5 separate regions of the Mus musculus genome follow, and all the other regions are linked to region 2. Evidence: chromatin contacts called from public HiChIP or PLAC-seq and promoter capture Hi-C data. All regions are on one chromosome and are shown on one strand. The core of a region is the stretch at or near the end of the contact, and the rest is flanking DNA. Distances in the headings are between cores, read along the strand shown. Region 1 overlaps Srbd1 (S1 RNA binding domain 1). Region 2 holds the start of Lrpprc (leucine-rich PPR-motif containing). Region 3 overlaps Gm30117 (a long non-coding RNA gene). Region 4 holds the start of Epas1 (endothelial PAS domain protein 1). Region 5 holds the start of Cox7a2l (cytochrome c oxidase subunit 7A2 like).

Region 1 (4,404 bases), core at 413-2,912, 1.2 Mb after region 2:
GTGTTTTAAATTATACTTGAATGATTGTGCCACATAGGATGGATTGGAGGCTTAAGTTTTGACATTTATTTTCTACTTGTTTACAGAAATTGATAATGGTATCTCCTTGGACGTCTAGGAGGAAAACCTACAAACTGAGGCGTATGATCATAAAAACACACCATTTTCCTGCTCAGAAATATCAAAGACAATAAAAACATTAGAAAGCAATACTAAACCTGTCTTCAAGAAAGACCTTCTGTAGGGAAGCTTAGCTACAGCGAGACTGAAAGGTTCTGAATGGGCCACAGCTAGGTGCGAGAGCGGCCGACCATGCACGCTCAGAGGCATCAAAGAGTAAAAGAATGACCAGAAAACACCATTTAGGATATGAAAGGGAGCCTAGTGGTAGAGTCTATGTCTTGTTAGTTCAAGACCTTGGTTTGATCTATAGCACAGTGCACACACATACACAAACACACACACAAATACACACACACACACACACACACACACACATATGGAAGACAGGAGATGCAGGGAGGGAGGGAGGGAGGGAGAAAAGGAGGAAGGGAGATGCTGTCAGTACACAGTAGGAAGGGGAAGAGAAGCCAGAAAGATCCTTTTATTTTAAATAAATTGATACATTACAGATTTTCCCAAACAAAATCTCTTTGTATCATACTTCAATATTTTTTTCTCACTTGCTGGCAGCAATTAGGACAGCCAGTTCATAGAGCTGGTGACCCCTCCCAACGCCAACTGAATGGCCAGTCTGTGCAGCAGAGCAGGCATCAATGCTAATTTTCTTTTATAGACATGAAACAAGACTGGTAGTTAGAAAGCACTGCCCTCCTGTATACATCCTATTAGGTCCTATTAGAATTATGAGTCCTGGAGTTAACTGCTTTTATTTCTTTCCAAGACTTACAGAACCTTTTTGCACTGTATTTATATATTTAGTACACCTTATACTGGTGCCATTTAAAAACAAAAAGAAAATTAGAATCCCATCTCCAAATAAATACTATAAACTGTTGGAACCAAAATGCTTTGTAATGAAATGGCATAATTCAGAGACATTAGAATTTGTCCTTAATTTTTTTAAGCTTAATTTTCTTTTCCACAAATATGATATTCTACTGTATTGTCAACACACACACACACAAACTGGCCACACTTACAACAGTGATTTAATTTTAGTAGGTCCAGTCTAACAAACAAACTTATCAATTGGCCAAATCAGGATTCTTGGGTTTTACACATTGTAGGTACTTCAGAATTATTCTTGGACTTGTACAACAACAGAGCCCCTAAATCAGCATGTAATAATACTTACAGTATTAAGTATACACTATTGGTAAATATCACTAATCTTCCTTCTTTCCCAATGAGTCTCAATTACACCCACCATTCCAAAGAGATCTGAGCAAATGCACGTGATGCCAACAGACATGTTTCTGAACATGGACACTTGCATTCTGACACGATGGTGTCACCCGAGGAACTTTTCACTTCCTGCTGTCATCTCCACAGACCTTCCTGTGTATTCAAACAGCTGTATGAGGTTGCAAAGATTGTTTTTAAGAAAAAGAAAACTGGTCCTGGTAGAGAGTGTGAGTTCGTTCCCAGTGTCACCCAAACACAGGCATTGCTTTTACTGGGTAATACAAATGAAAATGGCTAACGTGGCATAAACTGTATACTAGGCTTTAGTCAGAGTGTCTAAAGCTATCACAGTAGGCATCCATCTGCAGTCCCTGTTTATGGGAATAAAATATGTAGTCATTTGAAGTTCACAATATGTATACTGTGTTTGTAATAACTGCAGATTTTACAAGCACATTATTCTTTCCATTAGGATTAAAACCTCACCAAATAGCAATTTGTGAAAGAATTCTAGCAGGGCCCAGAGCCCAGAACTCTGACCTCTGATGAGATACTTGGCAGCAACAAACTCTAGGTCTAGGCAAAACATCTGGTTTGAGTTAGACTTCCTGAAAAAATAGCCCCTGTACTGGGGAAACTGGTATTCGCTCAGCTTTGTATATATTCTTTGACTGACTTCAACATTGCTACAGGGGGGGAAAGAGGAAGAAAAAGAAAAGACTCCACTAGATGCTTGTCAATCATGACCAAACTCCTTGGTGGCCCCACCAGAGTTAAGCACCCTTACTAGAGAGAATAATCTACTTCATTTCATATTACTCATTATTTTCTGTATTACAGCACACAGAGCCTACAATGGCGTTAAAGTAAACTCAATGTCATTATTAGCAAGCAGTGCATTTCTGTAGTTACCACAGAAGATGAATCCACGCACAGATTCACCTTTAGTCTGCTGACACGAGCAGAGGGTGAAAGGCGACACCATCACACTTGAGAGCTCTGTAGAGTTCACAAGGATCCAAGTTTTTAGTTTTATTTTTAAAATAGTTTCTTAACTAGTGTTCTTTTATCCTAAAATTTACAAACTCAATGTGAGTGGTAAAGTTTGCGAAGAAATTCTACTTTGAAATTTTGATTTGTGAGAAAAAAAAAAATCAGAACTCAAAACTTGCTCTTCTAATATAGATGGAGGAAAAAAAGTTCTGGTTTAACGCAGAGACGGCAGAATCTAAGGGTTATGGTCCTCTCTTCTGCTACGCAGCTTTAGGGGAGCAAATGTGGCATCTCACCCATGCAATGAACAAATCTCTAGTTTGCTTCAGAGTCATCAGAGGGCAGTTTTTAAACTGCCCCCCTTCTTACACAAATATGCAGTTTCTTGGAGATGTTTTAATACATTGGATGGAAGATGATACCAAGCGCAAATGATGTTGCACAGACAGCAAAGCATATCTAGATGAGCTGGGTCTACACCACAGGTCGGTGGGTTGCCTTGGCAAGCAAAAAAAGCTGGGCATTTCAGTGCAGTCCTGTCTGCGTTGTTTGTGGTTTGATTTCAGCATCTTAGTAAAAGTCGACGTATCACAGGATTTACTCCATTGTATCTGCATAGAATCCAGGTTATACAGGATACCATGGGAGCATGACTCCCATGATGCAGGACTAGAGAGTCTCTTAATCTTAGTGCTGGCAAACTGCCATTTTATTGTCCTATCTATCGCCTTAATTTAATTATTATTTTTGAGAGAAGTAAAAATATATTCAAATTCAGTCTTTGAAAAAAAAAAACAGCATGGCATGAAAGCAAATGAATAGTTGTGCAGTTTCTTTAAGTAAAAATTAACTTTTCCACTCCATGTCATTTGGAAGGAGTCCACTGAACAGTTACAATTTATACAACATCAATATTCTTCTCTAACAAGTATTAAGAGTCTGCAAATCTCACTTTTACCATACTTCAGGGAGCAATTTAAGAGTGAGTATAATTATTTACACTCTGCTTCTGGGCCGGAAAAAAAAAAAAAAAGGTATAATTGACCAAAGCCAAATTCTGCACAAAGGCATTTGCATGACAGTCACTGGTCTGTTGAGTGTCACAAACATTACAAGTACTATTTGCCAAGTCACAAAATTTGTGTCATCTTAACATTATATAATTTTTTAAAACTATGTTTCTACTACAAAGTCTTAGTTCTTCTATTCTCACCTAAGAATAAGTACGGAAATTTCCTTTCTTGAATGAATAATTTTTAAACAAACTTATTTGCCAGCTTTAGGTAAACATCTGTAGCTCAAATTCATCACCTCTTATTTCCACACTCTCGAGACCTGTTTATACACATAAACCCCGTATGTGCCTTAGTTCACGATAAAACTAACATGGTTCTAAAATATAACCATTTCACCCAAAAAGCAAAGAGACCGACAAGTCAAACACCTCTCATTTGAATGTAACTTTCTGAGGTTATCCTCAAAGTAAAAATGCTTACTGATACTTTCCCACTTCAAAAGAAGACAAAGCAAGCCTGTTCGGCTCAGTTGAGAATAAAGGTGCTGTAGAAACAGTATAAAAAGTGCACGATGTACAGCTTCGAGTCTTCACTGCCTTCAATGCCCACTTCAGTTCTATGTGAAAGGTCCCTTAACAATGTGACCATGCAGCCATGTGTACCTGGGTCACAGCACAAACGTGCCTATGACTTGACACTACTCCTATGTTACAGGAGTCTTCATCTTGTCTGTGGATGTAAAGAAGAAAGCCGTACTACTAATTAGAAGACAGAAACCGAGTCACTGGGATGAGGACGTCCTTGTTGCTTCCCTACAGAGAGAGTAGCAAGCAAACCATCTCCCTGGACTCTCTGCACCTCCAGGGCACAGGGCAAAGAGCTGGACTGAACACCGACAGAAAGGAAAACCAACAGCAGTGATTCTGGACTCTCACGCTATTTCTAGGTTGGAATTAAACAGTGGATTTTCTTTCCAAAAGACATAAAGAGCACATCACTGCTACCACATGACTCTCTAAAGCTACGG
Region 2 (4,576 bases), core at 473-2,972:
CAACAGCAAACATCAATGCCTGCACTGTAGCAGCACTAGCCCTGGCCCCGAGGGGCCTCGGGTGAAGGACTAGATTCTAGTCACTAGAGGAAAGCTAAAGGAACCAGCACTGCTGTCTCAGAAGACATGAAAGTTAGGGCATGATTTCACTGTTCAAGCCTACCACAAAAATAGAGGCAAGACCCTAACTTACAAATAAGCATCTCTCCAAAGACAACCAAGTTGTTCAGACATCATGAAGCATTTCCTTCATCTATCTAGTTATACGCCGTGCCGGGCTGGCCCGTGAAGACAGTTACTTCTATTACAGTGTTATTATAATATACATCAAGCCCTGTATCTCATGAAATAGTCCTAACCTTATACGGTGTCCACCTGTGTACCTAAAGAAACTTAAGGCCTGGGCTGCTGAGTGATTTGTCCAATAGCCTAATGCAAATAAGCCAAAGCACCCTCAGTCCATGGCTCCCCACTCCAGATCATACTTCCTAAGTCTGTTTGCTAGACCCCAAAGTTCTAGTGTGGGGTGTACAACTGTCAATTTCTTTCCGGTACTAAAACCTAAGCACCCAACCTTCCTTTATCAGTTGTCAAGAATATCTATGTTCTTTAAGTGAACATACTTGTTTCCCTATAACCTCAATCCAGAAAGGCATATACTCACAAAAATACATGACACTAACTAGGAACTTAACTTGTTTTTGCAGTAGGTACATAGATCCCAACAGAGCACCTTGCACGCGTCCTTTAATCCATTCTAGTGTGACAATCTCCAACCCATGACATCTGTGTAAATACTGAAGGAAAATTCCACTCAGCACAACGCAAGCAAAAACCCGAACTGGCCATGATCAAATGTCAAGTTCTAAACTATCCCTAGATCACTAGAACTTCAAACCCCAATCCCAAGAAAAAGAAAATGAAAAACCAAAGCCTCGTAAGACTACAGACTAGCAGGTTACTGGTCACCAGCGTGCGAGAGCACCCAGGAAGGGTACTCCTAAGGAAAGGCACAACGCCTGTCCCCACCTCAGCCCCATCCACTCCCCCAAAGCCATTGAGCTTCACGGGCCTTTCCAAAGCTAGAGCAGGCAGAGACCTCAAGCAGCAAGCCGGAAGCCAGCCATGCCCTCGACCATGACCTTCTCAAGACTCTCAACCTTGTCACCCCAAACCACTGGCAAAGCATGGGGGAGGGGGTGGCCTCATGCCTGAGAAGCCGGGACCACGGAATTGGAGCAAACGAGCAGGACACCAGCCCGTCCACCGCAGCCAGTCAGGAGGAAGGGTCCGGTACTCACCCTGCAGCCGGCCGGCTACCAACAGCCGCGACCCGGACGACGGAGGACAGCCGGCCCGGGACGCCCGCAGGGAGGCGCAGGGACAGCGGGAGGCGCGGGGCCGCCGCGGCCCCGAGCAGCCAACGCGCGGGTCTCAGCAGGGCTGCCATGGCTCAGCGTACCCAAGGCAGGATAGGATGCACGCTCCTGCAGAGGACCTGGAGGAGCACGTGACGACCCGGTCGCCCCTAGTGGGACAAACTAAGGACCGAGGGCGTCCAGCGGAGGAGGAGGCAGATCCCCGCCAAGGCTCACGGGAGAGGCAAGCCGAGTTCGCGGGATACCCTGGATCCGCCTTCTGTTTTACTATACATTGTTTTTTGTCTTCCGTTCACAGTGTCCCTGTTCCCTTGTCCAGCGCCCCGGCTCTCAGCGAGCCTGGCGACAACACCCCTCCACTTTGAAGTTGGTAGAGCCCACTAGAGGTCGGCTCCGCCCATGCGCGCGCAAGGGCTTGTGGGGGGCCAACTAGGAGCGACACCGAGGGTTGCTGGGAAGGGCCGACCGTGCAGATCCCGGGGTGCCTACGACGTTCCAGCCTTGCGCCTCGGTTGCTACCGAGCCGCTGCCCTAGCTGCTCAGTGACGTAGTTCCTGCCGTAGCTCTCAGAAACGGCGGCCAGAGAAAAGCTTGACGAAGAGAACTGGGAGGCTGTGGACCTCCAGGTTAGCTACATGCTATTTGTGTGACTGGGGATGGGGTAGATAAATATACAGAACTCATCCTAAGTGCCTCGCTTCATGAAATCAATGGATTCTAATAAAGGTCGTATAATTTTAAATGTCAAGGTTGAAGTTTCTTTTTCTCAGTGCCCCGCTCCTTCCAGTTAATGCACTAAGCAACTAAGGTAGTGAGTGGTGCAATTGTCTGAGGATAGGTCTGGAGCTAGGAAAACAAGTTCTTGCCCTCACAGAGCTCGCATACTGAAAGGGTTCCCTGTGCACTCGTGTGAACCCGGGAACAGGTTTCCACTCTACTTAGTTATTCCTTGACTGCTACCAAGTGAACAGTCAAATTCTCCCTCTGCAAGTTTTCCCATGTGGCTGTTTCTTCTGCTAGCCAACAAACTTCAGAGTGCCCAGAATGAGAATGCAGCCTCTTTTATGGCGGAAGCTCGTGATCAGTTGAAGACACTTCGTGCTTTGAGCATTTATTGAATGGATATACGTTCAGAGTTAACTTGGCTTAGCTTTCTTTTGGAGAAGCTAATACCGCCCTGCAAGATGAAGTTACTCTGAGTTACTATAGAGCACTATGATAGAATATAATTCATTCTCTCATTCAGCATTAGTACTATTTATTGAGCACATATTTTGTGTCAGGCACTATTTGGAATGCTGGGAATACAACATGGGGGGGGGGATCTCAATTTAGACAAAATTCCGTACATCTAAAGAAACATAAGAATTGTGATATAAATAAAAGATTAAGGTAGGTTACGGTCTGTGGTGATTAATCTTGATAGGATTTACTATCACCTTGGAAACCAGACTTTAAGCCAGTGAGGGAGTTTTTACATTGGATTAGTTGAAGTGGCAAGACCCACCCTGAATGTGAATGACACCACTGGGTCCCACTGAGTGTAGGTGTGACGCAAAATCATTTGCTTTTTTAAAAAAATATATTTATTTTATTATGTGTATGAGTGTTTTGCCTGCATGTATGTGTGTAACCACAAGTGTGCCTGGTGCCCTTGAAGGTCAGGAGAGGGCTTCAGATGTCCTGGGAGTGCAGTTAGAGACAGATACAAGCTGCTGTGGTGGTTGCTGGGAAACGAACCTACCAGCAGAATGCAGAGAGTCCAGGCATTTGCCACACCCAAGGAAGGCTAGGGCTCTGGATGCAAATGTGAAACGAGGTTGGTGGAAGTAATTATGATGATGGACTTTCTAAGGGTTTACTCCTAAAACTCTACTCCTCGGTTGTGAAGTGTGCTCTTAATTGTCAGCATGATGGAACTCAGAATCAGTCGCCTTGGGGACGGGCTTTTGGGAAGCCTCCTTGGTGTTAGGGTTTTAGGTGAGAAACCCACCCTGAGTATGTCTGTGAATGTGTGTGTGTGTGGGTGTGTGTGTGTTATGAGTGTGGTGTGTGTATGTGAGTGTGAGGTTTGTGTGTGGTATGTGTGTGTGAGTGTGGGGTTTATGTGTGGGGTATGTATGTGGGGTGTGTGTGTTATGAGTGTGGTGTGTGTGTGTGTTTGAGTGCATGTGTGTGTGTGTGTTATGAGTGTGGTGTGTGTATGTGAGTGTGAGGTTTGTGTGTGGTATGTGTGTGTGAGTGTGGGGTTTATGTGTGGGGTATGTATGTGGGGTGTGTGTGTTATGAGTGTAGGGTGTGTGTGTGTGTTATGAGTGTGGTGTGTGTGTGTGTGTGTGTGTGTGTGTGTGTGTGTGTGCGCGCGCGCGTTCCATGGGCTGGAGTCCCAGAGTGGATAAAAAGACAAAGCAAGTGCAGCCCCAGTAGCTCATCTCTCTCTTCCAGCTAGAGATGCAATGTGATGCAGCCAGGCCTCCCTCCATGATTCTATTCCTTCTCAAAGCATGAGCTGAAACAGCTCCTTCCTCCCTTTCACTGTTCCTTTCAGGTATTCTACCACAACAACCAGCAAAGTAACCTGCCAGCCGACACCCCATCGCCACACCAGCCTGTGTTAGCTACTTGTAACTGTGACACAGTGGCCCAGTGAACAGCTTCCAAGGAGGAGAGGTCTATTTTTGTTCACATTTTCAGAGGTCTTGGTCGATGTTTCCTTTGCCTGCCTCATTTGAGCAGAACATCATAGTGGCAGGCGGGAATGTGAAGAGTCTTAGTGAGGGTTTTACTGCATGGTGAAGAGACACCATGACCAAGGCAAGTCTTATAAAGGAAAACATATATTTGGGGCTGGCTTACAGGTTCAGAGGTTCAGTCCATTATCATCAAGGTGGGAGCATGGCAGGATTCAGGCGGCATACTGCAGGCAAAGCTGAGAGTTCTACATCTTCATCTGAAGACTGAAGGCTGCTAGTGGAAAACTGATTTCCAGGCAGCTAGGATGAGGGTCTTAAGCCCACACCTACTCCAACAAGGCCATGTTGTAACCCCCGAATTACTGATACTAGAGAGACTTCAGTGTTGTACAAACAGTTTGCCTCTGCGTTCCCCGCCAGAGGCTCCCATCCTCCCTCCCACTCCCCTAGTGTTAGAATGGCGCGCAACACTCCTCTGATAAGCAGCCAAACTCCAGGTGCCTG
Region 3 (4,382 bases), core at 547-3,046, 1.1 Mb after region 2:
CTCCTCTAAAGACAGGCCGCAGCTTCCTCATCTATATAATGAGAAGCAGAACTGTAGTCATCTGTCCGTGAGAATCACCAGGGAATGCAGTCTCATCATTGAGGGATGCTGCAGGGACTCTAGTTGGTTAGTAGTAGGTCAGACTCAACATTGATTTTCATAGACCGGTTTTGTTGTTGTTGTTGTTGTTGTTGTTATTGTTGTTGTTTTCTCTTATTTTCTTAAGCATTCCAAGTGATTTCAACATGCAAACTTGAAACTTGGGTTAGGTCATCCAAACAGTCCTGTGGAATCCCAAGGCAAAAATGAATAGGATGCCATCTTCCCATGAAGTCTTCTTCGAAGGACATTCTAGTTCAGAGCCCTAGTGACACACAAGCATTTGAGGGCCGTGGTGGATACTGTATCTGTCAGCACTCACTCCTGGTTGTCACCAGCACCTGTGGCAGGTCCTCCCTGGACTCTGTTTTCCAGCAAGGTCTATCTGCAAAAGAGTCTTAGACCTAGATGAAAGGGTTAAGGCTTCCCACCAAATCAGTCATTCCTCACACCCCTCAACACATTACGTGCTCTTTAAAGTGTCAAGGAAAGTTCAGGATCGCTCTTGGCAGGTTGTGCCAAAATTCTTGCCTGAACATATTGGATTATAAACTATGTGGGTATGACAAGCATATCTGACAGATCAAATGCCTAACACTGAGATGATGTGTAAAAGCAAGACACGGTTTTTCACTGTTGTGGTTTAGAGTTTGGGTTGTTTCGTGTGTTTCCCGAGTGTTTTCATTCTTTGCTCCTTCTTAAAATATGCTCCTGACTTTGAGTTGTGACATCAATTAAAAACTAAGCTAATAAAAACCCTAAGCCCACAGGAACACATTAAAGGCCACTTAAGAAAGCGGGTTCCGGCTTCTTTTCAAAGCCAGATCTCAGACACCAGACCATGCTGAGCTCTACAGGCCTGCTTGTATTATTCCCTGGGTCTAGAGCCTTTTTTTTTGTAACCCTCACTCATTGTGGGGTTCATAAATGGGGCAAATTCACATTCTCTCTTTTTTCTCTCTCTCCCCTCTTGCCCTCTCCCCAACATGTTGAAACAAGCTCAGTAATTGCATTACCAGATTTCCAGGGTTAGCTTTGGGTTCAAGGGAAAGAGCTGGGTTTGACTCAGATCTGTAATTAGTGTGGGAGGGTAATTAGTGGCGCACATCTCGAGCAAAGCCGGTGTCTACAAGGGGCCCAAAAGACACGTCTATTTGTTCTGTTTCATCAAACAATTTAATCAAACACTGAGCGCTTTACTCAGAGGCTTCACAAAACAAATATTTGCTGACTGATTGAGTCATCAAACAACTGGGCAATTCAGTTAAACCAGCTCTTTTGCTGTCCAGCGAGCCAAGGAAAGGAAAAGGTTCGAGTGAAGTTTTTACATTTCAGACGATTACTGCAGAGGGGCTCAGGGGAAGGTGCTGGGGCACTGTTTTCTTTCCTCTTAATGCCTTTCCAAAGTAAATAGCATTTAACAAACAGTGGGCCACAAAATGCAGGCCAGAAGACAGGTCTACAAGAGACAGTCATCCCTCGACTGCATAAAGGTACGCATGCTAAGCGTTGTGTTCCCTGGGGGTCTCTCCCATGAGAGGTATGAAGACCATGTGCCCCTGTAGTGGAGCAGCCACAGATCCTGAGACACGCTCTAAGTACCAAGGCAAAGAAGCAGTGGCTTCCCAGGCATGGACAGGATGCAAACACGCATCTACGGACAGCAGGTCCAGGCGCTGGGGCCCTGCTGTCTCTGCTGTCTTTGCCACAGTTAGCAGAGAGCCAGTGTCTGGCTGGAGGCCCTGCTCTACCCATGATGGAGATGCCTAGTGGGGAGCAAGTGTTTCAACACACTTTATTTTCCATTCTGGAGCCACTGACCAAGAATCTTTGTGTCTGTTGGGACCAGAAGAAAGCAGCTGGCCCCAAAGCAAAGCCGGACTCCAGCTGACCTCGGAACACCTGCGTGGAGGCTCTCCGCCCTGCCTAAGGAATGGCAGGGTCACAGCTTTCCACGAAGAGCACCTTAAAGTGACATGATGTCAAAGTCCAGTAGTCCAAGAAGCGGCAAACAGCCCGGCACCTGGGAGCGACCCCCTCAGTTGGCACGTTGTTGAGAAATCCATCTCACAAATCGCCTAGTGTTTGACTTGAAGTCCATTTGTTAATTTGGTAAACACAGACTCGATGCTGACAATACTTCCTTAATCCGGCAGGAAGGAAGTATCTAGTATCAGGCAACTCCAGGGCCTCTCCCGACCCCCTCACCTGAGGACTGGCTGGGGTGCACCTGGGGGTGACTAGGAGGGAGAGTGTCAGCTTAGACAGACAGAAGAAAGAACAAGGATCCATCCAGGGGCTGCTGAGCTCCCAGTGTACCAGTACTCTTGCCGTGGGGTACAAACACAGCCCACAGAGTCCCTCATTGTGGGAGAGAAGCTTTCAGAACGTAGAGGACTTCTATTATTTCCTGACTAGTTAGATCTCCAAGCCTGTCCCTGGGACCAGCTGTGATGATTAATTTTATATGTCAACTTGGCTGAGTAGAATGCTTAGATATTTGGTCTAACATTCAGGATGTCAGATGACATTAAAATGTATACCTCTAGACAGAGTAAAGAAGTATACAACCCAGGACTGGGGGTAGCCTTGTCTAATCAGCTGAGGGCCGAATAAGAGCAAAGACTCATCCCCCAAGAGCAAGGAACTCAGCAAGCAGCCTGTTTTTAGACCAGACAGAACTGTTTTCTGAGTCTTCTGCCTCCTGGTCTACTCTGCACACATACTACTGGCTCTAGCTTTTTGGAAAACTGTGAGAAATAGTTGCTGTTTCCAATCTGATTTTACAGATGAGGAAATAGTCTTGTGAGATTGGGTGCCAAGACTGGGCCACTGTGACACATATTGAGCCCAATCTTCTTACCCGCTCTTATGTTTTGGGTAGATGTGAGTGTCCCCCAAAGGCTCCTGCACTGAAAGCTTGATCCTCAGTGTAGCTAGCAGTGGAAGCAACCCATTGGTGCCTTCAAATTTTGATGGCATTCCTGAAAAGTGATACAGACATTAAGGTGTGGACGTTATTGAAGAAAGTCTGTCCTTCAGGAGGACCCCTTGGAGCATGTCCTTAAGCACTGTGCAATGGGCCAGGCGGTGGTGGCACATGCCTTTAGTCTAGCACAGGAGACAGAGGCAGGCAGATCTCTGAGTTCAAGGCCAGCCTAGTCTTCAGAGCATAAATGGAGTCAGCTCCCACTATGGTTTTAGGGACTTGATTCATACCAAGCGTGGGAAGCAAGCAGTTTTACCTGCCGAGCCATCTTGTAACCCCAAAGTTTCATAGTAAATACATACTTTCCTCTTCTTTGTTGAGAAGGACTGTTTTAATTGCTTTTCTTCCTCTCCAGTGGATTTATTTTTGTCTCCCTGATGACTCGGTGCACACAGTAGACTAAACTCTCCTCATTCAGACCTTCCTTTGTTCAAGACTCTAGCCAAAAAACAACGTTGCTAGATCCTTTTTTTTTTCTCCCCAAGACAGTGTTTCTCTGTGCAGCTCTGGCTGTCCTGGAACTTGCTCTAGCTTCGAACTCAGAGATTCACCTGCCTCTGCTCCTGAGTGCTGAGATTGAAGGCGTGCACCACCACCATGTAGACCTATTTTCTTATTATAGACTTGAAAGCAAATAGTCCTGATGGTGGACATTTAATCCAGATGACACTATTTTACTCAGTCACGAGATGGGGGTGTCAATCACAGGATGGAGGTGTCAATCAATGGATGGATGTATCAATCATGGGATGGAGGTTTCAATCACAGGATGGAGGTGTCAATCATGGGGTGGAGGTATCAATGATGGGATGGAGGTGTCAATCACGGGGTGAAAGTGGTATCAGTCCACAAACATGATGGCAGGTAGAGGCCTACTCTTGTGGCCAGTGGCTGTAGGATGGAAGGCATGTCAATCATAAATTGAAATAAACCACCTCTGTTTCCCAAATCTCCACTATAGAAATCACACAAAAGCCTCAGGAAATATACAAGCTCCCCTCAAGGCCCTAGACCAAGAACCTTTGTCTCTTTTCCCTGGAATGGCCTAGGGACACTACTAGACAATTTGTGCACTTAACAATAACCTCCCCCACTCTTCTATGCCCACCCCTCCCTTCTGTGTGCTGTGCACTTGCTAAAGGACCCTTTCTTATGAAATCAGTCGTTGTGGGTTGGACATGCAGTGTCCTTCAAAAAAAAATCTGTGAATTGAAAGGTTAGCTCTCAGATGGTAGCCAGTCACTGAGAGGATCCTAAAGGCTCTGATCTGAGAAATGGATTTATCCCTTGATGG
Region 4 (4,319 bases), core at 95-2,594, 2.0 Mb after region 2:
TGCTTTCTCCGCAATTCACAACTATGGAGCCCGTTGGCTCTTTCCCTAGCCTTCAAAAATCCATGGCTGCCCTTCTTCCTTCTGGAGATTTTCCTGCAGAAGTAGGAAATGGGAAAGTGTCTAAGATCAAAGCAGGAGTGGGCATCTCACAGGTGGAAAGGCCAAAGAACCCTCTGACTGCCTAGGGAAGAGGAGACTTCATAACACCACGTCCTGCAGTTGGCTGTATCCTTCGAACCCCGGAAGAGCACATCCAGTGATTTGGGAACACGCTATCAACACATCCCAACATCACACTCAGGAACTCTCTGGGGAGCCCACGGTGATACTGGGGTATTGAGAGCGGGCAGAGGCCTGAGGGAGCTCCAAGGCTCTCCTCTCAGGCATACACTTAAACCTAACAGTCTACCACGAGCACCTCAAAACCCACAAACCGGTTGAGGAAGACACAGGCAGGAGCAACCCTAGATCATTTTTGTCCCAGTTTCTCCCACAACTTTCTGCCACTCGGGACTCAGAAGTCAAGGTCAGTTTGGCCAAAGAGAGCGCACCTCCAAGGCAGACAAGAACAAGAGCCGACAGGGTCCTGGGGATCATTACCGCCGGCCGAAGGGAGCCAAGTGGATGGTTTAGGGGACTATAGCAGCACCCGGAAGCGGGGGGGGGGGGGGTTGGCTGGGCGCTCGCTGCACGCCCTAGCTGCGCTCGCGATCTCCGACCCAGCGCTCCTGCCCTAGCCTAGCTCTTAGGGGAAAAGTGAGGCTGAAAGGACACTGGCGCAAAGGCATACTCCGAACTTGGGTAGCAGATCCCCGCCATTACTCAGTCCTGCGCTAACTGCGCTTCCATTTGGAGTCCCATATAGTTACTCGCCACCAGCGACCTCAAAAACAAGTCGCAGTTCTGCGGAAGGAGGAGGAAGGGCAGGCGGGCGCCCGAGGAGCGCAGCTCCAGAGAAAGGGGAGGGACGGGGTCAGGGCAGAGGCTGTGGCCGCGCCTCCCTATTGGCCGGGACACGGTGGGAAGTCGGGGCAGGCAGCCAGCGTGCGGGGCGGGGCTTCTCTGGAGCCCCGCCCCCGGCCCGCCCCCAGCCCGATGTCCCACTCCCGCGCCCCTCGCGCCCTCCCGCGGGCGGGCCGTCCGAGTTTTTAAAGTGGGCTGACAGCCGAGGAGGCCGGACATTCGAGAGCGGCCGGTGTACAGCTCCGGAGTCCGCAGCGCTCCGCTCCAGCTCTCCTGAGGCGGCCGTACAATCCTCGGCAGTGTCCTGAGACTGTATGGTCATCTCAGCGGCCGCACTCGCTTGCCCCCGGATTTTTTTCCAACTTGCTCTCTTCGAGCCATTTTTTTTTCTTTTTTTCTTTTTCTTTTTTTCTTTTTCTTTTTTGGTTGGTTGGTTTTGATTTGTCAGATCCCAGAAAAGTGACTCCTGTTCGGGGCTAAACGGAACTCCAGGTCCCTTGTCGCTGCTCTCTCTCTCTTTTGGCGTCTTACAACCTCCTCCCACTCCTTTCCCCGGCCCCGCCTCCTCCTGCAGGTTCCTCCCCGTCACCCCCCTCCTCCCTCCTCCTCCTCCGCACCTAGCCAGCCCTCTGCAAACTTCCACCTGATTGAGCGGGACTCTCGGACCTGCGAGCACTAAAGACCTTTCACACCTGCCCGGGCGACAGAGAGCTGCGGAGGGCCACAGCAAAGAGAGCGGCTGCAGCCCCTACGGGGTTAAGGAACCCAGGTGCTCCGGGTCTCGGAGGGCCACGGCGACAATGACAGCTGACAAGGAGAAAAAAAGGTAAGCGGGAGTCAAAGCTGGCGACCGACTTGGTCCCAGGCATTGGCGGAACTGCGCGTGGCGGGCGCGACCCGGGGCAGTCGGGAGAGGGGTGCGAGAGTTCTCGGAGGCTGGAGGACCGCTGTTGAGGGGCTTTGAGTAAGCGAGTCGGTGATGCCTTTAGGGACAAGGAGCTGCGGTGTCGCAGTAGAGTTGCAAAGCGGATAGTTCCGAGACCTTGAGACACGGAGAGATGGCCCTGGAGGTCAGGGGTGCTTCCGCGGCGCCTTCCAAAGTCTGTCGTCCCTGGAGCACCAAGCTTCCCTAGCGAGTGTTTTGAAATGTTTCTGGGCTGATGCCCTCGACTCTTAGGGTTTCCATGCTGGAGCAGTAGACACGCCTTTCTTTTCCTAAGACCCTCTAGGTCTTTCCGAGAGCGTTCCTATGCGGGCTTTGCGCCCCAAACTAGCATGGAACAGAGGGCAAAGCGCAACTCTGGGGTGCGCCCTGACCGAGAAGCCGGAACACTGTCAAGGGTCCTGCTCCAGACGGCACCCAAGTTTGTTCAACCCCCTTAACCTTACCCTACACCTAGACTCCGGCAGAGAGTGGGGAGTGAGTGACCTGGATTGCCCTGCGGGGGCAGGTGCTCTAGTGTGCAGAGAGAAGACCGTGACACCCGGCGGCTCCGAGTGTCTGATTCTTAAGACGAAGGGCAGCCACGAAGGTTTGTCCTCGCGAACCTTTCGGCACTGGGTGAGAGGCAACTCGGGGCAACTCGCGCTGCCCTCGAGCCTCCTTCAATCCGCCCCGCATCTGGTGACTTGACACCCAGCTCTAGGAGCTGAGGTGGGAACACACTGTGACCCCGCCGCAGACCTGGGTACATTCTCGTCGCCTGCAAAAGTTTATAGCTGGCCGCCTGGCACTTTGCTCCTGTTTCGATCGGTGCGTGCCGTGGGTTAGAGCTTCCAGCACTGCGCTCCGTGGCGACTTAGCTGGGGTGTCCGGAATGGTACGCGTGACCGCAGAATGGCGCGAGCTGCCAGAGATCCGTGGCCAGACTGGAAAAGACTGGCGGTGAGGACCCAGCCCCGAGCAAACGGGCTTTTTGTTTGGGCTTCCACTTAGGGACATGAGCCAGGAACTGTGTATCCTCTGGTCGAAAGCTGCAGCTCCCACCTCAGGGCACCGATAAGGAGTTGATAAACTCCAGCGAATCGCACCCGTCCTGGCCCGGCGCCCGCGCCCTGCGCTGGCGGATCTCTAGAGGGGGAAGGTATTGAGTCCGGTTCTAGATTCCCCATTATCGCCCACCAAACAACTCTGAGGTTCTGTGTACTTTGAGGGTAGAGAAGGAGAAGCAAGAGAGAGAGAGAGAAAAAAAAAGACTAAGATTCTAGCTCAAACTGTAAAACCAGCCAGAGGGTAATCACAAACCATCAAAACCGCGAAGTTGGACAGCAGAGTAGCCAGGAGCACTTATTGAACACTTTATTACTGCCTTGTCTATGGGTGACTGTCGCGTTTGTCCGAGATGAGACCTGACAGTAATCAGTGTCAAGTGTCATCTTGCTCTTAGGTCTATCAATCCTTGGGAGAGTCAGGGATCAGTGGGGAAAGCTATTTCCATACCCAGCTTGCAGAGACTCTTTGCCGAGGGCTGGCAGGGAGTATAGTCAGAGCCTAGAAGAACGTTGCATAATGACACTACAAATTATCCACAACAGCGGCCACTTTAAGAACCAGTGTGACACAGACTGTGAACCTCCTAGGAATCTTCGGCCTGTAGTGCAGTGCCCCAGTGGTAGCCAGGCCCGCAGGGTGTGTGTGTGTGTGTGTGTCCAAAAAACAGGGCAAGCAGTGTAGGTTCAGTGTAGGTTCAGACTTCCAAAGCCTGTTAGGATAGTGGTTTTGAGATTCTGGTTAAATTGACTGACTTCTTGGGGGCATCAATATGTAGTTGAAAATTGTGAAGCAGGGCATCAAAAGTTAATGTCCCTTAAATGGCTGCCCAGAGCTTTCCAGAGCGCTTCAGGAAATCAATGTGAGCAGCAAGGGTTCCCGGATTGGTGATACCACCCACTAGTGGTTCAAGGGCCGGTTCTTCTCCAGGGCATAACTGAGCATTTGTATGGTTCCTTCTGGAAACAGCCCTTCCAGAGGCCAGAAGGCTTGTTTTAGTCCCAAACATCCTTGTGTGGGTGGATATATTCCTTCATGATAGTCAGGAGCCAGTCTTTTATTTGTTGGCTGGTTAGCAGACTGGGGGAGCCACAGCAAGCTCTCTTGGAGTTCTCATCAACCCAGCAGGATTCCTGATTCTAGGAAGAGCCAAGTGTGGATGCTCTCAAGTGGGGATTTGTAGAACAATTAAGATAAATGGAAGTGAGGTCTTTGGGTGGCCAGGAATCCAAGTCCAGGCACAAAGCTAGACTCTGGGTCCAAGTACCTTTCAGGAGTGCTTCTGGTATTTGGTGCCAGGGCAAAGATGGGCAAGGAATTGGAGATAGCTGGACCTTCAAGTTTTCTAACTGTGGCTGGCTTCTGA
Region 5 (4,585 bases), core at 625-3,124, 1.3 Mb before region 2:
AAAATAAAATATAAAAAGCACATCTACAACCACCACAAAAGAAACTGTGACATTTTTGATGAAACAACTCATACGCTGTAACATGAAGGAACCTCAAAAGTGAAGTTTCTGTGGGGTTTACAGGGGTTCAAAAACAGGCAGAACTATTTATAACTGATAAATGTCAAAACAGGAAGGCAGACAGGGGTTTTAATGCGAGTTTGAGAGACCTTCCTGCAGGTGGTATAATTTATGGTCTGGGTACTAACAAAGGAGTGCGTCACATGGCATAAGTATGCCAAACCTTGCCTAAAGTAACATACCATCTCTATGCACTGAAAATACACTATAGATGATGATACAATGCAATCAGCCATTTACCTACATCGTCTGTCAAGAAATCAGTCAACATACTGGCAGTTCTTTCCTTACAACTCATTACACTGGGTTCCACTGACACCACACTTGCTCACCTCTAACACTGGACTGTTCTTTGAGTGAATTTTCCTCATTTCCTTCCACATTTCTGTAACAGAACGATGGTGTCTCTCTCTCTCTCTCTTTTTATGATCTCTCCAGCAGCAAAGAGCCTACTAGCAGCCATGTCTGTTAAGCACCACATTCATAAAACCTCAGCAGCTACCAGACACAACACAGCACTAGACACTGAACACCTAAACACTCTTGAGACTTTTCCTCCTCAACCTCCCATACGACCCTTCTTGGCCTCCTCTCTCCTGAAAGCACATCTACTCTTGTAATGAAATCATACTTAAACACTGTCCCTTAAGATGGAGTGTCCCATAGGGGTAGAAAAGAGGCAGTAATGACAATCTCTTTTACAGCCCATACAGGTCACTTACTATTCAAGGTTTTTCAGCTTCGTGTCCCACCAAGGCTTCTCGAACTATGCTGAGCAGTGATTCAGTTCAGGAGAATATATAGCATTTATCCAGCACCAACCATCTGCCAGAAAATCTGCTCACTCGACACATCACATTTAACCCAAGTTAATGCTGCCCCGAATTAGAAGGGGCAGTCAAGGTCACTAGATTAAGGCTGCTAAATTCAGTACTAACCCAGTATTAAGTGGAACTCTAAAATACCACATTTTCACAACACTGAGATTGGAGATGGGAACGCCATTGATAGGATCTAACTGGAACCTGGATAATGTCAGATTGCCCAGTAGTCAACGGTCACCGTCTGCCACTTTAAAACTAGCAAAAGCATAAACCTCGTTGGGTGTCACTTCCGATGCTTTCCCCAGTATGTATGTATGTATGTATGTATACACATATATATATTCCCATGCCTTATGAGCGAGCTTCTCAAATCCGCCCTCCCAGTCTTCCATTTGGTAGCTGGGTAAAGCTGCTTTCTGGGCTGTGACAGGGCCAGTAACAAGAGGAAGTCACAAAGGCCACCTCAACCAGAGAGAGCAGAAACCCAAACACAGTTATGTCACCTTCTGCAATCCTTCACAGATTCTACGGGAAATCCACCTTAAACAAGCAACCACCCCAGGGGTCACCTTGACCCCCGCAAGGTATCAGACCTGAGTTCAGTGCCATGCAAACCTCGCCTAGGGTGCAGCACACACCCAGAAACCTCGGCGACCGCTCCAAGCCTGCGTGGTTAAGGACACCAGGGGACACCAGCAAGCCGGACCGGTCGGCCGGCAGAAACCCTTCACGGCTCGAACCTCGCAACTGCCTGCCTCGGGCTGCTGTTCTCCGGCCCAAGGCGACGCGGCAAAAGTGTACCTGCGGGGTGTAGGCTTCCGAAGCCCAAGCTCCAGCCAACTTCTGCGTGAAACTGCTAAACTTGTAGTACATGTTGGCGGAGGCCCGCTTCGCACCGCCGCTGCCTGTGCGACCGCCCTAGAAAAGGACCCGGCTTCCCCTTAGGCCCGCCCAAAGCTCAGCGCAAGGACCTTAATCCAAAATGCGGACTGTCTAGAGAACGCCTGACTTAAAACATAGCCTCCTACGCAACGTCGGGGGGAAAAAACCGCGCTTTCTCAAGACCTAGAAACGAAAACAAACTCTAAAAGACATGGAAAGAGGCTGTGTTCAGGCTTCCCGAAAACTCAGGCTTCTCTGTACCACTCACTTGGATGTGGGCAGTGCCAAGGCGCCTTGACAGGTGCGCAAGCGTCCTGTGGACAAAGAGGGCGGCTGAGAGCGACACAGTCGGTCAGAGCGAGTTCTGGGCGGGGCCTAGAGCGGGGGCGGGCCCAGGACGTGGGTGGGGTCTCGTCAGGCCCAGGTCCCGCCCCATTTCAGGGTTATTAGTATCTGTTGAGGGGTCTTAATGTACCAAGGGTTGTTAGGAATTTCACCTCAGTTATGACAAGAACAGCTCTTTGGAGCCGTGAGTGCATCGCCTGTAAGCAAAATCCTGTCTCAATGCCGGGAAAAGTGACAGGAAAGGAAAGAGAGTGGGAGAGAAGGAGATAGGAGAGAGAAGAGGAAAGGGGAGAAAAGAGAAGAGAGATCAAGGAGGGAGATGGTGAGAGGAAGAAAGGAAAGAAGGGGTAGAGGGGAAGAGGAAAAAGAGGTGAGGGAGAGAGAGGAAAGAGGGAAGAAAAGAGGGAAGGAGGAGAGAAAAGAAAGAGGAAGGGGAGAGAGGGAAGAAAGGAAAGAGAGGGAAGGGAGAAAAGAGGGAAGAAGAGGGAAGGAAAGAGGGGAGAAGGAAAGAGAGAGAGGGGAGAAGAAGAGGGAAGAATCTATAGGCTTTGTGTAGACGTAAACTTAAAGCACCTGTGTGTGCATCTTGCGCTTTTGAGAGTGAGATTTTGTCAGCATTCATTTGGTTGCTCATCTCTTCCTAGGCCCTGTTCTTTGAGATAAACGTATGCAGGGGAGGTGACTGGGAACACTTGTGAAATCTCTACCTTCTGCTTGAATGATGCGCAGTTACAGCTTCCTGGTTATGGTTATACTCTGCCGCACCATGCAGTGTGACTTAAGCTTCCACTCTGAGTCGAATACTGCATAAACAGAGTGTGCCGGCTTCCTAACCTCCAGGAACAAGTTTTTAGTCCTATCATTTAACCAGAGGTTTTTGCACACACATTATAGATTTATGCATACTATATTTTAAATGTAAGTTGGTAATGAATAGCTGATGATGCCAAGCTTAACATAGTATTTTCTCTAAATGCATTGAACCCCCACAACCCGAGAATTGGTACTATGACCATCTCTATTTTACAGCACAGAAGAACGGAGCGACTTGCTGAGGACAGCAATTAGTGGCAGAGTCAGGCACCAGGCTCAAGAGTACAGATAAATAGATATAAATCCAGGGCTGGAGAGAGAGCTCAGCGGTTTTAAGAGCACTGACTGCTCTTCCAAAGGTCCTGAGTTCAAATCCCAGCAGCCACATGGTGGCTCACAACCGTCCAGAATGGGATTGACACCCTCTTCTGGAGGATCTGAAGACAGATACAGTGTACTTACATATAATAAGTAAATAAATCTTTAAAGAATAAGAAGAAAAGACTCAAGGCTGAGCACTCTAGAGCAAGGGTGTGAATTAGCATCCTGCCTTTGTCTTCAGCACCTCAAATACCCTGAACAGCAAAGATTCCAGCAGCTTCTAATGATGAGTAATCCAACCTTACTGTCCACCCAGGCTTAGTTGCTGCAACCAACACCATGACCAAAAAGCAAATTGAGGAGGAAAGGGTTTATGCAGCCTACACTTCCACATTGCCGTTCATCACCAAAGGAAGTCAAGACAGGGAGTCAAGTAGGGCAGGAACCTGGAGGCCAAAGCTGATGCAGAGGCCATGAAGGGGCAGATCTTACAGGCTTGCTTTCTCTGGCCTGCTCAGCCTGCTTTCTTATAGAACACAAGACCAACAGCCCAGGGATGGCACCACCCATAATGGGCTGGGTCTTCCCACATCAATCACTAGTTAAGAAAATGCCCTACAGCCAGAGTTTATGAAGGCATTTTCTCAATTGAGGTTCCCTCCTTTCAGATAACACTAGTTTGTGTGTCAAGTTGACATAAGTCTAGCCAGGGTGATACCTTTACAAAGGCATGGTATGATGTAACACAAAGAAAAGAAATTTAAAAAAATCACAATTTCTGTTTGAGTTCTAGTTTCTCTGCAGCTGAATGATTTAAGCCTGATGATGGCCCTTTGTGAAACCTCATTCCCTCTTCAATGGAGGGGTAGCCATCGTTACCCCGTCTCCTTTACTCACGATCAGAGACTCAACCATTCAGGAGACTATAAAGCTTATGTAAAGTTCATGACCTAAGCTGCTTTGTCCTTTCGGGTCTCAACAGAACTTGGCTATAGACAAGAAGATCAATTAACTTGTGTGACAGTGTGTCTATGCTTGGGCTAGAGAGGGGCACTATTAGGAGGTGTGGCCTTGTTGGAGTAGGTGTGTCACTGTGGATGTGGGCTTTAAGACCCTCATCCTAGTTGCCTGAAAGTGAGTTTTCCACTAGCAGTCTTCAGATGAAGACGTAGAACTCTAAGCTCCTCCTGCACCATGCCTGCCTGGATGCTGCCATGCCCCCACCTTGATGATAATGGACTAAACCTCTGAACCTGTAAGCCAGACCCAATTAAATATTG

What was found. Promoter capture Hi-C pulls out the DNA fragments that hold promoters and counts their contacts. HiChIP or PLAC-seq counts read pairs in DNA pulled down with a chosen protein or histone mark.
Region 1: an H3K4me3 HiChIP or PLAC-seq map of stem cell-derived neural progenitor cells shows a contact between it and region 2, with 8 times the contacts expected there. The contact joins the enhancer-like site here to the promoter of Lrpprc in region 2. A contact is called at or near these places in 6 of 39 promoter capture datasets (the 3T3-L1 cell line, the C10 cell line, the HPC-7 cell line and 3 more) and 5 of 115 datasets of contacts at active chromatin or transcription factors (astrocytes, embryonic stem cells, extraembryonic endoderm stem cells and 1 more).
Region 3: a contact with region 2 is called in a promoter capture Hi-C map of liver, with 3 times the contacts expected there. The contact joins the enhancer-like site here to the promoter of Lrpprc in region 2. A contact is called at or near these places in 3 of 39 promoter capture datasets (hippocampal neurons and liver) and 2 of 115 datasets of contacts at active chromatin or transcription factors (astrocytes and large pre-B cells).
Region 4: a contact with region 2 is called in a promoter capture Hi-C map of pre-B cells. The contact joins the promoter of Epas1 here to the promoter of Lrpprc in region 2. A contact is called at or near these places in 3 of 39 promoter capture datasets (embryonic stem cells, liver and pre-B cells) and 1 of 115 datasets of contacts at active chromatin or transcription factors (large pre-B cells).
Region 5: a promoter capture Hi-C map of liver shows a contact between it and region 2, with 4 times the contacts expected there. The contact joins the promoter of Cox7a2l here to the promoter of Lrpprc in region 2. A contact is called at or near these places in 3 of 39 promoter capture datasets (liver, neutrophils and pre-B cells) and 1 of 484 Hi-C or Micro-C datasets (pre-B cells).

The regions. Positions count from the first base shown.
Region 1 is chr17:86,030,584-86,034,987 of GRCm38.p6, forward strand. The region is part of intron 16 of Srbd1 (S1 RNA binding domain 1); the gene reads right to left. Among named protein-coding and RNA genes, the nearest start is that of Gm30117, 100 kb to the left of the region's middle. Within about 2 kb of position 1,663, at least 24 of the 459 cell types and tissues checked have an H3K27ac peak or open chromatin away from gene starts, as enhancers often do. A contact at or near this core is called in the HPC-7 cell line, where this site is marked.
Region 2 is chr17:84,789,064-84,793,639 of GRCm38.p6, forward strand. Lrpprc (leucine-rich PPR-motif containing) reads right to left here and starts at 1,723. Exons shown (of 38, transcript NM_028233.2): 1 at 1,302-1,723. The coding sequence starts at 1,450.
Region 3 is chr17:85,880,630-85,885,011 of GRCm38.p6, forward strand. The region is part of intron 4 of Gm30117 (a long non-coding RNA gene); the gene reads right to left. Among named protein-coding and RNA genes, the nearest start is that of Gm30117, 46 kb to the right of the region's middle. Within about 2 kb of position 1,797, at least 17 of the 459 cell types and tissues checked have an H3K27ac peak or open chromatin away from gene starts, as enhancers often do. A contact at or near this core is called in liver, where this site is marked.
Region 4 is chr17:86,752,520-86,756,838 of GRCm38.p6, forward strand. Epas1 (endothelial PAS domain protein 1) reads left to right here and starts at 1,345. Exons shown (of 16, transcript NM_010137.3): 1 at 1,345-1,789. The coding sequence starts at 1,764.
Region 5 is chr17:83,512,459-83,517,043 of GRCm38.p6, forward strand. Cox7a2l (cytochrome c oxidase subunit 7A2 like) reads right to left here and starts at 1,875. Exons shown (of 3, transcript NM_009187.3): 1 at 1,746-1,875. The coding sequence starts at 1,817.